3 separate regions of the Zea mays genome follow, and regions 2 and 3 are each linked to region 1. Evidence: chromatin contacts called from public Hi-C data. All regions are on one chromosome and are shown on one strand. Each heading gives the region's core, a stretch centred on a gene start, on an enhancer-like site or on the middle of the called end of the contact. The rest is flanking DNA. Distances are from core to core; before and after follow the strand shown. Region 1 holds the start of LOC100502357 (basic leucine-zipper 52). Region 2 holds the start of LOC103647935 (pentatricopeptide repeat-containing protein At3g18020). Region 3 holds the start of LOC103647945 (probable apyrase 2).

Evidence for each region. A called contact is a pair of places that touch in the nucleus more often than the background predicts.
Region 2: a contact with region 1 is called in a Hi-C map of tassel, with 2.0 times the contacts expected there. The contact joins the promoter of LOC103647935 here to the promoter of LOC100502357 in region 1. A contact is called at or near these places in 3 of 25 Hi-C or Micro-C datasets (ear, leaf and tassel).
Region 3: a Hi-C map of leaf mesophyll shows a contact between it and region 1, with 2.0 times the contacts expected there. The contact joins the promoter of LOC103647945 here to the promoter of LOC100502357 in region 1. A contact is called at or near these places in 3 of 25 Hi-C or Micro-C datasets (bundle sheath, leaf and leaf mesophyll).

What each region holds. Positions count from the first base shown.
Region 1 is chr2:223,779,248-223,783,488 of Zm-B73-REFERENCE-NAM-5.0, reverse strand. LOC100502357 (basic leucine-zipper 52) reads left to right here and starts at 1,945. Exons shown (of 4, transcript NM_001196835.1): 1 at 1,945-2,581. The coding sequence starts at 2,076. It overlaps LOC100216901, which reads left to right. Exons shown (of 12, transcript NM_001359517.1): 12 at 414-1,531. The coding sequence ends at 1,240.
Region 2 is chr2:223,343,394-223,347,634 of Zm-B73-REFERENCE-NAM-5.0, reverse strand. It overlaps LOC103647935 (pentatricopeptide repeat-containing protein At3g18020), which reads left to right and starts at 1,850. Exons shown (of 1, transcript XM_008672436.4): 1 at 1,850-4,241. The coding sequence starts at 1,971.
Region 3 is chr2:224,084,510-224,088,750 of Zm-B73-REFERENCE-NAM-5.0, reverse strand. It overlaps LOC103647945 (probable apyrase 2), which reads right to left and starts at 1,867. Exons shown (of 9, transcript NM_001353419.1): 1 at 1,072-1,867; 2 at 868-996; 3 at 721-777; 4 at 478-570; 5 at 81-286. The coding sequence starts at 1,377. It overlaps LOC100384375, which reads left to right and starts at 4,119. Exons shown (of 6, transcript NM_001176918.2): 1 at 4,119-4,241.

The sequences.
Region 1 (4,241 bases), core at 696-3,195:
ACACAGTGGTAGGACCTCCAGTGGGAGGCTGCCGGTCAGGGTTCAACCCTGGATTGCATGAAAAAAAGGCCCCTTGCTGTCTGGGGTAGCCAGCTTTCGGTATCTTTTCTCAAACCTTCAGTTTGAGTAATTTTCTGCAATGCCTCAGGGGAGGTCTTTTTCCACTAGGGCAATCTTCTTTATATTACAACAAAATTTCAAGATGCCGATGTGCCATATAAGGAAGGGCACTGGGATAGCTTACCTGACCTTTGTTTGAAATGGGAACTCTGTGCAATGATTCATAACTCTTTGCCATACCGATCTAACAGTCCATTGGTTTGAGAGGAAGTGAGGCATGATGTATTTTGATAAGTCAACTTCGTCAGGACTTTGTAGAGGGGAGGAGCTCATACAATGCATGTATATTGCAGAAATGAGGAGGCGAAAGGGCAGTTATGGTCTGAAGCTGAACGTCGCTGAAATGGATGCATCCAGCCTTGATGCTTTCGCCACCGCCGCAGTATTTGGCGAAGTCGGGAACCAAGGCAGCGCCTCAGTGGCGACAACCACAAAGCACCCCCGACATCGCCCTGGCTGCACATGCATCGTGTGCATCCAGCCGCCCAGCGGCAAGGGCCCGAAGCACAGCCCCGCGTGCACCTGCAACGTGTGCATGACGGTCAGGCGCCGGTTCAAGACGCTGATGATGAGGAAGAAGCAGCGGCAGTCGGAGCGCGAGGAGGCGGAGGCCGGCAAGAAGATCGCATGGGTGAACAGAGACGAGCCTGAGGGGAGCAGCCTGTCGAGATCCCCGCAGACGCTTGACAGCACCCGAGACAACAGTGATGTGACGGCGACCATGTTGGACAAGGTGTCCGACGTGAACAAGCAGGGGCACATCGACGTCGACCTCAACCTCCACCCTGCTGCCCCTGCCGTCCAGGCTGCGCAGCAGCAGCCCCGGCCGGTGAGCATGATGGGTCTCTTGGAAGTGGCGGGCCGGCCGCTTGACAACTACATGAAGCAGAATGGCCTGACGAGCCTGGTGGGGGAGCAAGGTGGTGGCAGCTCCAGCACGGCCACGGTCCCTCCTCCGGCTCTGGTGGAGAGTGAGGAGCGGACGTCCAACGAGGGCCTCGTCCCATCAGCATCGGCAGAGCGGGAACCGAACGCCATGGCCGTCGACGAGGCTGGCGAGAACCAGCAGGACAAGGCTGCCGACGACGACGACGACGCCGTCGCTGCCGCCGCTACTTGACGTGATTTTTTTTCATGGAGCTGCTTCTCCTGGAGGCTGGGAGTAACTTACGTGTACGTATGAGGCTTGTGTTGGTTGGTGTTGTAATCTGACGCTTAAACATTGGCTTCAATAACTCATACAGAGTGAGAACCTGAAAGTATCAGTCTAGAGCAAGTTCTTTTTACTGGTGCTGAAAGTATCAGTCTTGCGCAACCCAAAAGGAGGAAACAAAAATTTTAGACCCTCCAAAATTGTACTCCCCTTTGGTATGTACAATCTGAAGTGGTAACAAAAATGCACTACTTTTTTCTAATAGAACTCCGATCCAAGACATGCTTGTTTTTTGTTTAGGAAAAAAGGCTAGGTTCACCTGATTGTTTCTGATCTTCTTCCATGTAATATTTTAACACATTTTTCTTTCGAACAAAATATAACTCAGCTGTTTCAAAACCGTCAAAAAAAAACAACTTATGATTAGCTGCTCCTTTTTTTACTGCTCCAAGGCTGGCCTGTGAGCAACATTGCACCCCCACCACAGGTCAGGTTCATCCAGCCCATTTATTATTCTAAAAAAAAACTCTACTCCAAAAGATGTGTCCAGCCCAGTGAAGCCCGAAAGGAAAGAAGCCAGCCGCTCCCGTGGGCGACGACATGGTCCTGTGTCCGTGTGAGGTACACATGACTACGGGGGCCCCACCTCCTTCGTTCCCAATCCCAGATCCCGCACTCTCTTTCAGAACCCAACACGCCACTGCCTAGCTAGTAGCTAGCAGAGCAGCTAGCCAAGCAACCCAGCCGAGTAGCCGACCAGAGAGAGCGAGAGAGGCAGAGAGGAGCGGACCTGCCCGTCGCAATGGCGATGCCGCCGAAGCCCGGCGACCCGCCGCAGCGCTCGCCTGCGCGGAGCCCCAACCTCAACCTGCCCTGCCCGCTGCCGCCGGTCCCGGGCGGGCCGCCTGCGCCGTCGGCCGCCGGGTTGCCCCCGCCGCGCGCGAGTCACCACCGCCGCGCCAGATCTGAGGTGGCCTTTCGCTTCTCGGACGACCTGGCCGGCGGCGTGGGCGGCGGCTTCGACGAGATCGGCTCCGAGGACGACCTCTTCTCCACCTTCATGGACATGGACAAGATCGCCGGCGCCGACCGCGACCGTGCCGCCGAGACCTCCTCGCCGCCGCGCCCAGCCAAGCACCGCCACAGCGCCTCCTTTGACGGCTTCGGGATGGGGGCTGCCGCCGGTGGCCTGGCCGGGCAGCAGGACGGCGGCGGAGGCATGTTTGGAGAGGTGATGGAGGCCAAGAAGGCCATGTCTTCCGAGCAGCTTGCCGAGCTCGCTGCCATCGACCCCAAGCGCGCCAAAAGGTGACGCCTTTAGCCCTTTACCATACTTCCATTGCCACCGTCCTCGCATTCTGGCACTACTAGGTACCACTGCACTGGTAGTTGCTTGGTTGGTAGGGTTGCAGGTGAGATTATTCCTACTTTTTGTGATCTATATCGATGAAAAAGACGCATAATGCTTAATAACTTTTGATATTACGTGCATCAAAATGAAAAAAGAAGCATCGCCACCTGTAAGTCTTGCCAACTACTTGAGACGTCATCTGTAATCATCTGGATAATGAAAGGCAGCTTATTGGATAGGGTTGCAGCAAGGTGACCAACTGAATTGGATAGCTAGTTCGTCCTTGTCGCGTACTAGGTTTCTTTCCAAGTGAAAGCAAGCACCCATAAAAGTTAGGATTTATTGTATGCATGACACCTAACTTTTACAAAATTAGACGTCTAATTCATTTTGACTCCATGGAGTGGCATGGAAATGAACTAGTTTCTATTTTTTTTTTTCAAAATTTTGAGTGGCATGTTTCCAACTGACCCTAGAAGTTATTGAGATGTCATTTTTTTGTTTCGTTAGTTAGTGTCTTAATCGAAGGGAAGGCCTGGTGGGTGCAGTGGTGAGAGCTGTCTCACTAAATCACCAGGTCGCAGGTTTGAAGCAACCTCTCCACATCTATTAGGGCTGGAAAGTGGAAACGAGACGAGCCGAGCCGAGCTCAAGAATCAGGCTCGGCTCGAAGTTGGCTCGCGAGCCGCACCGCACCTTGGTAATATTATTGCATTATAAAATAAATTAAAAATATATAAATGTGGAATATAAAATCATAATTCAATATCATGAGTAGTTTAACTTATGAATTGTCATATATTCATCATAAAAAGCTAAGAAATGAGTCTATTATCTATAGAATTATACAATGTCTATTGTTATTTTGCAAATTGATTAATTTGGCATAGCTCGTGAGCCTAAACGAGCCAGCTCGGCTCGCTGCTCTAACGAGCTCAAAAAATAGGCTCGGCTCGCGAGCCGCTCTTAGCTCGAGCTAGCTCGCGAACCTCGAGCTTTTTTCCAGCCCTAGCATCTATAGTGAAGTCTTGCCTCGGTTTATCACTCATGTGTGGTTTATCACTTTATCCCTTCTCTAGACCCCACTTATGTGGGACCCTCTGGCACTAGGTCTGCCCCCATTTTAGTTAGTGCCTTAGTTTGTAAAGGTGTCTCATGTTGTTTAGTCTCAAATAAGCAGAAGGTTGAAGTCGAAATTGGCGGGATAATGTCATCGACGTGAATTGCTTTTGTGGCATTTTCTCCATGTTGTACACACGTCTTGGTACTTAAAGCTGCTTTTGGTCATTTAGTCTTAAATAAATAGAGATGAACGTAAAAAAGGCAGGGCACAACATCTATTTGCTTTGTTGCAATGTTTTCCTCGCTGGGCACTCCGCGTTATCTAGATTCCTTTCAATATTCTCAATAAGTTAGTGTGGCATACTTCTAATTGGTTCTTTCTAGCTCAAAATTGTATGCTACAACTATCGTTTCCCTTTTGGCGTATATTAAAGTTACACTGGAGATGGTTAGATTTTGTTTGCCAAAACTTTGTATTAGGGGCAAGCTATATGATAGTGTTTCTCTTATGATAATTCATACAATTGTTTTTCCGTGTTTGTTCTCCTCAAGACC
Region 2 (4,241 bases), core at 601-3,100, 440 kb after region 1:
CCACCAGGCTCGGCTAGCGAAGCGTGCCGTGTTCAGATGGGCCGGTGTACCGCTGCCGCGGCCCAGGCACGGCCCATAAGCCTGTTAGTCGTGCCGGGCCGGCGCGGTGGCACTATGGCTCATCTGAGTATATTATAGAATTTAACAAAAAAATGTGTAGTTATAGGGGCTCGAACTCACAACCTAGTGCATAAAAGGCTTAAACGCATCTATCTAACCAGTGCAGCTATAGTTTTATTGTGTTATATGTTGAATTCTTATACTTAATATATGTAAACTATTATTTTTAAAATAAAAAATGTAATCGTGTCGTGCCCGTGCCAGCACTACGGATCGAGATAGTGGCCCAGGCACGGCACTATAGCTGTGTCGTGCCAGGCACTGACACTATACTAACCGGACCGGGTCGTGTCTGGACCGTGTTTTTTCGTGCCGTGACTGGGCTGGCCCATCGTGTTAGTGCCAAATGGCCATATATAGCACCAGATGATATATAGAGCGCATGCAGCACGCAACATTTCCACTGTGGCGACGTCGTCACAAAGCATGCTGCAATCTGCATGCATGGGAAGGAACAACGAGCAGAACAGGCGAGGAGTGCGCACGTACTTGCAAGAGCATGGATGCACATGCATGGCCGCCTTCCTTTCCCATGTCGGGCTCGGGCAGCAGACCATAGCACAGTCCAATTCATTCAGTTTCCCGAGCTAGCGCCTGGCCATCGTCGTCTTCCATAGCCTGACACTACGGCAGCCATGCATGAAGGCTGAAGAGATGGATGAAAAGCAAGCATGCAAGTGCGAAACGCACACGCAAAGGCAGCTGAGCTGGGTCGAATCACAGGCCCGTCAGGCCGGCCGTCAACTCGCAGGTCAGTCAGGCACTGCACTACTGCATCTGCATGCATGATGCGTGCACCGATCGCCATGCGTGTTTCCCGGGGGACCATAGCTAGCTAGCCTCCACGGACGAGCCAGCCATGCTTGGCCCATCAGCCCATGGAAGGAAGGAAGGAAGGAAGGAGAAAGCCGGCCGGCCGGCCGGGATTCGCGGGGGCGCATTGATCTGACGGGGTTTACATTCACATTCACAGTCGGAGAACCAACCAACTACCACTGCTGGCTGCACTGCATGTCTCTGCATCGCTACCTTCAGAAATCAGAATCCAGAAACGTACTGCTCTCCATTTCCATGCAAGCAAAGAGCTGCATGCAGTGAAGCGGATCGGAGAAGGGGGAGAAAAAGCTTTGCACTTTGCAGCTAGATTGGGTGATATGACACCCGGCCTGACGAAGTGATGATGATGGTGGAGTGCTAGGAGTGGCAGTGCGTCAGGTCGTAGAGGCAGTGGCAGCCTGATCGAGCGCCTGATGGCTGTGCGTCGAGTCTGTCGGTCTACTCCGTGTCACCACCACTACCATGTCAGTGTCTCACCGCCCGCGTCGGATTCCGCGAAAGCAAAGCGCCGAGCAATGGCCTAGGGCAACTGCGAAAGGGCAGCCAAGCAACGGTGGTCACTGCAGTGCTGGGCAGGCAGACGCAACACCAGCGCCACTGTCACTCGGCGTCACCATGTTTGTGTCAGCACTCAGTCTGTTCCTGGTTCCTGCGCTGCGCCTCGGCAGTGATCGGTCAACCTGGGCCTGGATCTCTACCCGGCCAGGCAGCCCCTATGGGCCACCAGGCTGCCTGCAGCCTGCCCTTTCCATTCTAATCCAACATGCCCTAGTTTGTACTTGTGTGGCCCAATAACTTTTGGGCTGCTTCGAGTCCTGGGCCCTGGGTGCACGCACCGCTGCAGGGCCTCCAAGTATTTCGGCCTCTCAACTGCGACTAATCACTTATGGCCCGCCAACTGCACGCCGCTACCTCCCTCGTCGTCGACGACGAACTGGGACTGGGACTGGGACTGATCGGAGACAGCGTCCGTCCGCTATGGTGTAGCAAGGACTAGGGAGCCAGCGACGGCGATGCGTGCCGCGAGCCCTCCGCTGCCGTCCCTGCACCACCATGACCCGGACCACCTGCTCCGCCTAGTGGACGATCTCTGCGCGTCGGGCCGCTCCGCGGAGGCGCACCGGCGCGCGTCCCTGCTCCTCCTCTCCCCGGCGAGCCGTCTCCACGCGCGTGCCGCCGATGCGCTCCTGATCCGCCTCCTGCGCGCCCGCACGCCGCTCCTCACGCTCCGCCTCCTCCAGGCGCTCCCCGCCGCCGCGACCGCGCCCGCGCCCTCCCTCCCCAACCGCAACCGCCTGCTCGCGCACCTCTGCCGCGCGGGGCACGTGCTCCTGGCGCACCGCTTCCTCCTCCGCATGGGCGCGGCTCCGGACGCCTTGTCCTACGCCGCGCTCCTCGACGGGTACGCGCGGGCGCCCGACGCTCGCGCCGTGCAGAGGCTGCTCGACGAAATGCCCGCCCGCGGGGTGCCGCCCACCTCCCTCGCGCGCACGTTCCTTGCCAAGGCGCTCCTCCGCGCCCGCGACGTCGGCGCGGCGATGGATGTCGTCGACACAGCCCTCTGGCCCAGCGCGGCGGGCGGCGATCGGCTCCGTGAGGACCAGGAGGTCACCAGCGCGGCGTTCGCCAACCTCGTGCAGTGCCTCTGTGCCGAGGGGTTCTTCCACGTTCTGTTCCGGGTCGCCGAGGAGATGCCGCAGCGGCGGTGCGGCGTGGGCGACGACTTCGCGTACGCGCAGATGATCGACTCGCTGTGCCAGGCCGGGCAGCACCACGGCGCGTCCAGGATCGTCTACATCATGAGGAAGAGAGGGATATGCCCGAGCGCCGTCTCCTACAACTGCATTGTTCACGGGCTGTGCACCATGCCCAAGCCTGGCGCATGCCTAAGAGCGCACCAGCTGGTGATGGAAGGCACGAGTTTTGGATACCGCCCGAGGGAGGTGACGTACAAGGTGCTCGTGGACGAGCTGTGCCGTGAGAATGAGCTCGCCAAGGCCAAGGATGTCCTGGAGCTGATGCTGCAGCCCACCGTCCAGTGTGGCCAGGACAGTGGTGGAGATGCGGGTGAGGAGACCAGGACAAGGATATACAATGTGTTTCTTGGGGCACTGCGTGTTGTGGACAACCCGAGCGAGCAGCTTGGTGTGCTTGTTTCTATGCTGCAGGCTGGATGCAAGCCGGATGTGATCACCATGAACACTGTCATCCATGGCTTCTGCAAGTCCAGGAGGACCCAGGAGGCAAGGAGGATCATGGACGACATGCTCAGCGGGAAGTTCTGTGCTCCTGATGTTGTCACCTTTACCACACTCATATCTGGATACCTGGGTGCAGGTGATCATGCACAAGCCCTTGATGTACTGCGCTCTTTGATGCCTAGGCGTCGGTGCTCTCCAACTGTCGTTACTTACAACTGTGTCCTCAAGGGATTGTTTGGCGTTGGGCAAGTTGATACAGCAATGCAGGTGCTTGAGGAAATGAGTGCCAATAAGGTTGCTGCTGATCCTGTGACTCATACTGTGGTGATCAAAGGGCTCTGCGATGCAGGGCTGCTCGAGAAGGCGAAGGAATTTTGGGACAATGTCGTCTGGCCGTCAGGGATACATGATGATTATGTGTACAGTGCTGTCTTCAGAGGTCTCTGCAAACAGATGAAACTGGAACAGGCATGTGATTTCTTGTACGAGTTGGTTGATTGCGGGGTTGCTCCCAGTGTAGTGTGCTACAACATACTCATAGACGCTGCCTGCAAACAGGGATCGAATAAGTTAGCATATCAGCTAGTTAAGGAGATGAAAAGAAACGGGCTAGCACCAGATGCTATTACTTGGAGGATTCTTAGCAAACTGCATCACTATGACGAGGAAGAACGAGAGGGGAACCAGCATCAAATGTTTGATGTGGATCGAATTTCTACAGAAGGCAGAGAGGAGCGTCTTGTCTTGACTAAAGATAAGATGCCTTTGCTGCCGTCATCTGAAAATTTTCATGGAGTTAATGAGGATGATAACGCTGCTGAGACTGAGGAAGAGATTGACTATTTACCAGATATGGCTAGTAAATCTGAAGCCGAGGAGGTTGGATGCTCAACAAAAATGACAGTGGAGGAGGCACCAGATAATACTAAGCAAACCAAAGAACAGGGCAATTGTCTGAGGGATAATCCAACAAGGGGAACAACAATTGACAAAGCTGATATAACATGGGGAGATGGCCTTAAGAACTCGGATAATCAACCTTCAGTAAAAGAGCCACTCTCTACAGTGGTAAGAAAGGTGTTT
Region 3 (4,241 bases), core at 618-3,117, 310 kb before region 1:
CTTGGGTTGCCACAGGTGATGTAAATTAGGACTTTAAAACAGTAGAAACAATTCAAAGCTCAATAATTTATAGCACTAACCTATGAACATAAAGATAATATGTGGTTCCTTTGAGGAACAATTTCTTCACATATGCATCTTCCCCCTCGGATGGTTTAGGAGCCTTTTCTGCATCCTTCTCTGCAATAGCATATGCCATTTGGACAGATCCACCACCAAGATCCACTACTCCAACTGTGTCTGCATAAGTCTTTCCCAAGTTTCCCAACAGATAATTGATGGTAACCTAAAAGTAGAGAGAAAGGTATTACTCGTTACTTGTTACTGGACTAACCAATGAAAATAGAATGCAGGTACACTAACTAATCTTGTCAATCGAAAGCCTTGGCCACATTGAGTTGTGAGAAGCATTTCTGAGAATCAGCTGGCAAAGTTACGAATTAGAGCAGCAACAAATGGAGAAGAAAAGCATCATACCCATTCGTATGCACCTTCCTGCGTTCCATCAAGAACTGTAACCCAATCCGGTTGGTTTTTAAAGGAACTCTTTTCGCGAAGAATGTCCCTAACCTGCACCAGTTATGGATATGCCATCAGAGTTAATCGAAAGCTCTGATCATGGTCATAATCAAACAACAACAAAAGAAATCACTTAGTGAAACCATGCTACATCCACTGATGAATGCATCCTTGAAATGTTATACTAAAAGAACCATTTACCGCTTGCAATATCGCCTCCGATTTTTGTGCACCCAAATTTCTCAGCCCTGCGGTGGCCTGCGCAAGGATGGAGGAGAAGGAAGCTAAATAATTCAGTAAGAACACTATCAAGCACAACAAAATCAACTGGTGCGATGTGCCACCCACCCCGACTCTGACAGGAGTTTGGTCGCGCAATTCCGCGGGCACCACTCGCTTGGCATCGTCAAGGAGAGAGACGAGCGACTCGGCGGCCTCCCGGGGATCGTTGGCGTAGTGGCTAAGCCCCGGTTTTATCTGCAGGCGGAAGGAGACGCGAGTCAGATCCAGATCCAATCGGCGAACGGATCACCGGCGCGGGGCATAGCGTACCTGGACGAAGAGCTCGATCTCGCTGCCAATGTGGACGAGATCCAGGTTGGCGTCGAAGCGGAAGACGTGGACGCGGCTGCCGGAGCTCCCGGCGTCGAAGATGACGGCGTACTTGTCGGCCCCGGGCGGGCCGGACCTCCTGGCGCCGGCCGTGGCGCCGGCGGGCGAGCGCGGCATGAGGAGGAGCACGAGGGAGACGAGCGCGAGCGGGGCGAGGACGACGAGCAAGACGCCCCGGTAGCGGTGCGCGCGGTCGGCCAGCGTCTCCTGGCGGCCGCCGTTGGGCAGCGCGGAGTAGCGGCGCATCTTGGGGTCGGCGGGGAGGAGCAGGAGGTCCGGGGACGAGGGCGTGCGGTAGCGGACGCCGCGGCCGCCGCTTGCGGGGGCCGGGGGAGACTGCGACGGCGACGGGTTGGCCGCCTCCTGCTGCGCGGGATCCAGCGCTCCGCGTCGGGGCGCGCGGCGCGCGCGTCGGTGGTGGATCTGCTGCGACTGCGTCGTGGCGTGGGGGACGGTCGGAAGACGCGGCAGGCAACGTTTATGGCGTACGCGCGGCGCGGGTACTTTGAGTTGACCTCGCTCGGGTTTGGAAATTGGGATCGCGTGGCGTGGGCAAAGGGAAGCGCGGCGGACGGAACACGGAAGTGCGAGCCGCCTCAGGATCTGCCGCGGGCGGACAAGGCACAGGGGTCAGGGGAGATGCAGCGCGAGGAGGCGAGGGCCGGATGGAAAGTGCTCTGCCTGCCGAAGCCGATGCCGAACCACCCCCGGCTGGCTGTGGCGTGGTGTGTGGAAACCGGCGGCTTTGGAATGCGACGGCGTTTTTATACTGGCCCTGACCGCGCTGCGACGGTGCGTGCTGCTCCTGCTGCTGCCCGCCCCGATTTCGCCGTGCTGGCGCCGGTGGCTTCCGCCTTCTGGGAGGCGCGCATCGTGTTGAATTGAAGGAGACCTGGGTTCGCTTTCAGAGTTTGGCCGGCGCTCCCGGGCTGGAAGGGCTGCGGCTGGCTGGCGTGGAACGAATACGAAGCCCGGGACTGGGACTCCGTCGGTCTCCATGCTGGCTGGGTCCACGCCGCGTGTTTTTTGAATCATCCTTTCGATGAAGTCTAGCTCATGTTGGCATCCCATAACCACACAAATGTGCACCCCATTGCTGCAGTCCACATGCCAAAGCACAGAGTAAGACAATTAATTACTTCTGCATGCATCTGAATGTCCATGCTTATCAGCTCGAGCACCCGTGTCCTTAGCAATGAGAATTTGGAGCCAGACTTTACTGGATAACCACTGAACTTGCAATGAATGACAGAGCACTTGCATCTGAACTTGCATGAGCTTCCCTGCTAGCGTCGAAGAGAGAAATTGAGCTTGCAATAGTATCCAAGAAGCACTCGAAGCTGCTCCAGAGCATCCTTGTGGAGAAATAAACCAACAGACCCAACTGATGACATTCTGACCTGTGCTTCTTCGAGTTTTTTTTAACATTCTAAGGCCCTGTTTAGCTAAACAGAGCTAATAAACTAATTGTTAGCTACCAATTAGTTGGAGGTCGGGATCTCTACCTTTAATTTTTAGCACTAACTATTAGCTCTAAACACGGTCTAACAACACAACTAAAAATAATTTGTCTATTAGTATTTCTGTATAAATGCACAAGGCTCTAAAAAACGGAGCGTAATGGGCGGAGCAGCGTGACCACAAATTCCATCAGCGACATCGCATTTGTTGGCCCGCTAGCAAACTGTCCGGGATCACCACGCGGCCCACAACGAGAACCCAGAACTCCCCCTGCGAGCTGATCCCCAGGCCCAAACCGTGCGCTCCAGATTCCTTGATTTTACGTCAAGGGTCAACCTCCCCAACTTCCCGGATCTCCACACGTGGCAACAGGGCACGTGCCACGTGGTGCCGTCACAAGATTTTGACTTTGACGGCCGGATCGAAGCCTCCAAGACAATCAAAGTGTGTGGGTGGGTGGGGACTATATAATCCTTTTCTTACCAAAATCTTATGAACCCCCTCGTTGCCATAAAAAAATTTATAGGTTCATTTGGTTGTCATTCCTTTGGAAATTCTAATCTCTTTGTTGACATCCAGAGCCCGGCGATCCTAGGCACATGCTCAGGCTCGCTGCAGTCTTATGTTTCTACTATTGTAGAACATGCTTCAAAACACACAATTTAATTTGTTTAATTAAATTTGCCTTGGCTCAATGAAATTTGCCTAGGCTACGATCGAGCTCTGGTTCGCTACCGTTTGTTGCCATCGGCGTTGTTCATGTAGAGTCCCTTCGAGAGAACAAAAAAACACTGGCACAAAATATTTATTAAGACTCCACATTTTTTGAAAAGGTTTTAATTTTCTCAAGAAAAAATAGTTTATTTTTCTCTAGCGAAATAGAAATCATTTGGAAAAAAAATGAAGTTCTCAAACTAGCTCTTATATAGGATTAACTCCGTAGACACTATCCATAACCAAATTTAACAACTTTTTATAGTTTAAGTTAACATTATGTTTATAGTTTAAGTTAACATTATGTTTAGACAATTTATTTCGCTAGGCTAATTGAGTCCTAGTTTAATTTATTATTACATTTTTTATATACTTGTTTTTTTATCTATGGGAGGTCTTATACGATTTTTATGGACTAATTTTTAATCCCTCCATTTAAATTTCTAAATTTAAATTGCTAAATACAGAATTTATTTTAGCTTCTGTATTTAATAATTTAGTGTCTAAAATGAATAAAATAAAGTGATTAAAAGTTAGTTTCTAGAAATCAAACGTCATATAAGACAAGAAAATGTCGCCATCCAAAGTAGTGAATCTTTCGATATCAAACGTGATCCATGTTCAAGTGATGTGAACTATTATTGACCTGATAAAACTCTCAAGAAAACTATTGTTTGGTTTGAGCGTGAAATTTTTGATAGCGCAAAATTATGGACGCACGATGCCGATCCCACAGCGCAATAATGGAAGTGGCAGGCGTGGCGGTGGCCTCCGTCCTCTTCCTACGCCTCTCGCTCTCACGTCACCATCACCCCCAAGTGGCGCGAGGTTAACATGCCACCAGCCGGTAGCCCGATACAGCCGCCGCCTCCTCCTGCAGCTGCCCCTCCGGCCTCCACTCCCCAGCTCCCCCCTCCCTCCCTACCCTCCTCCTC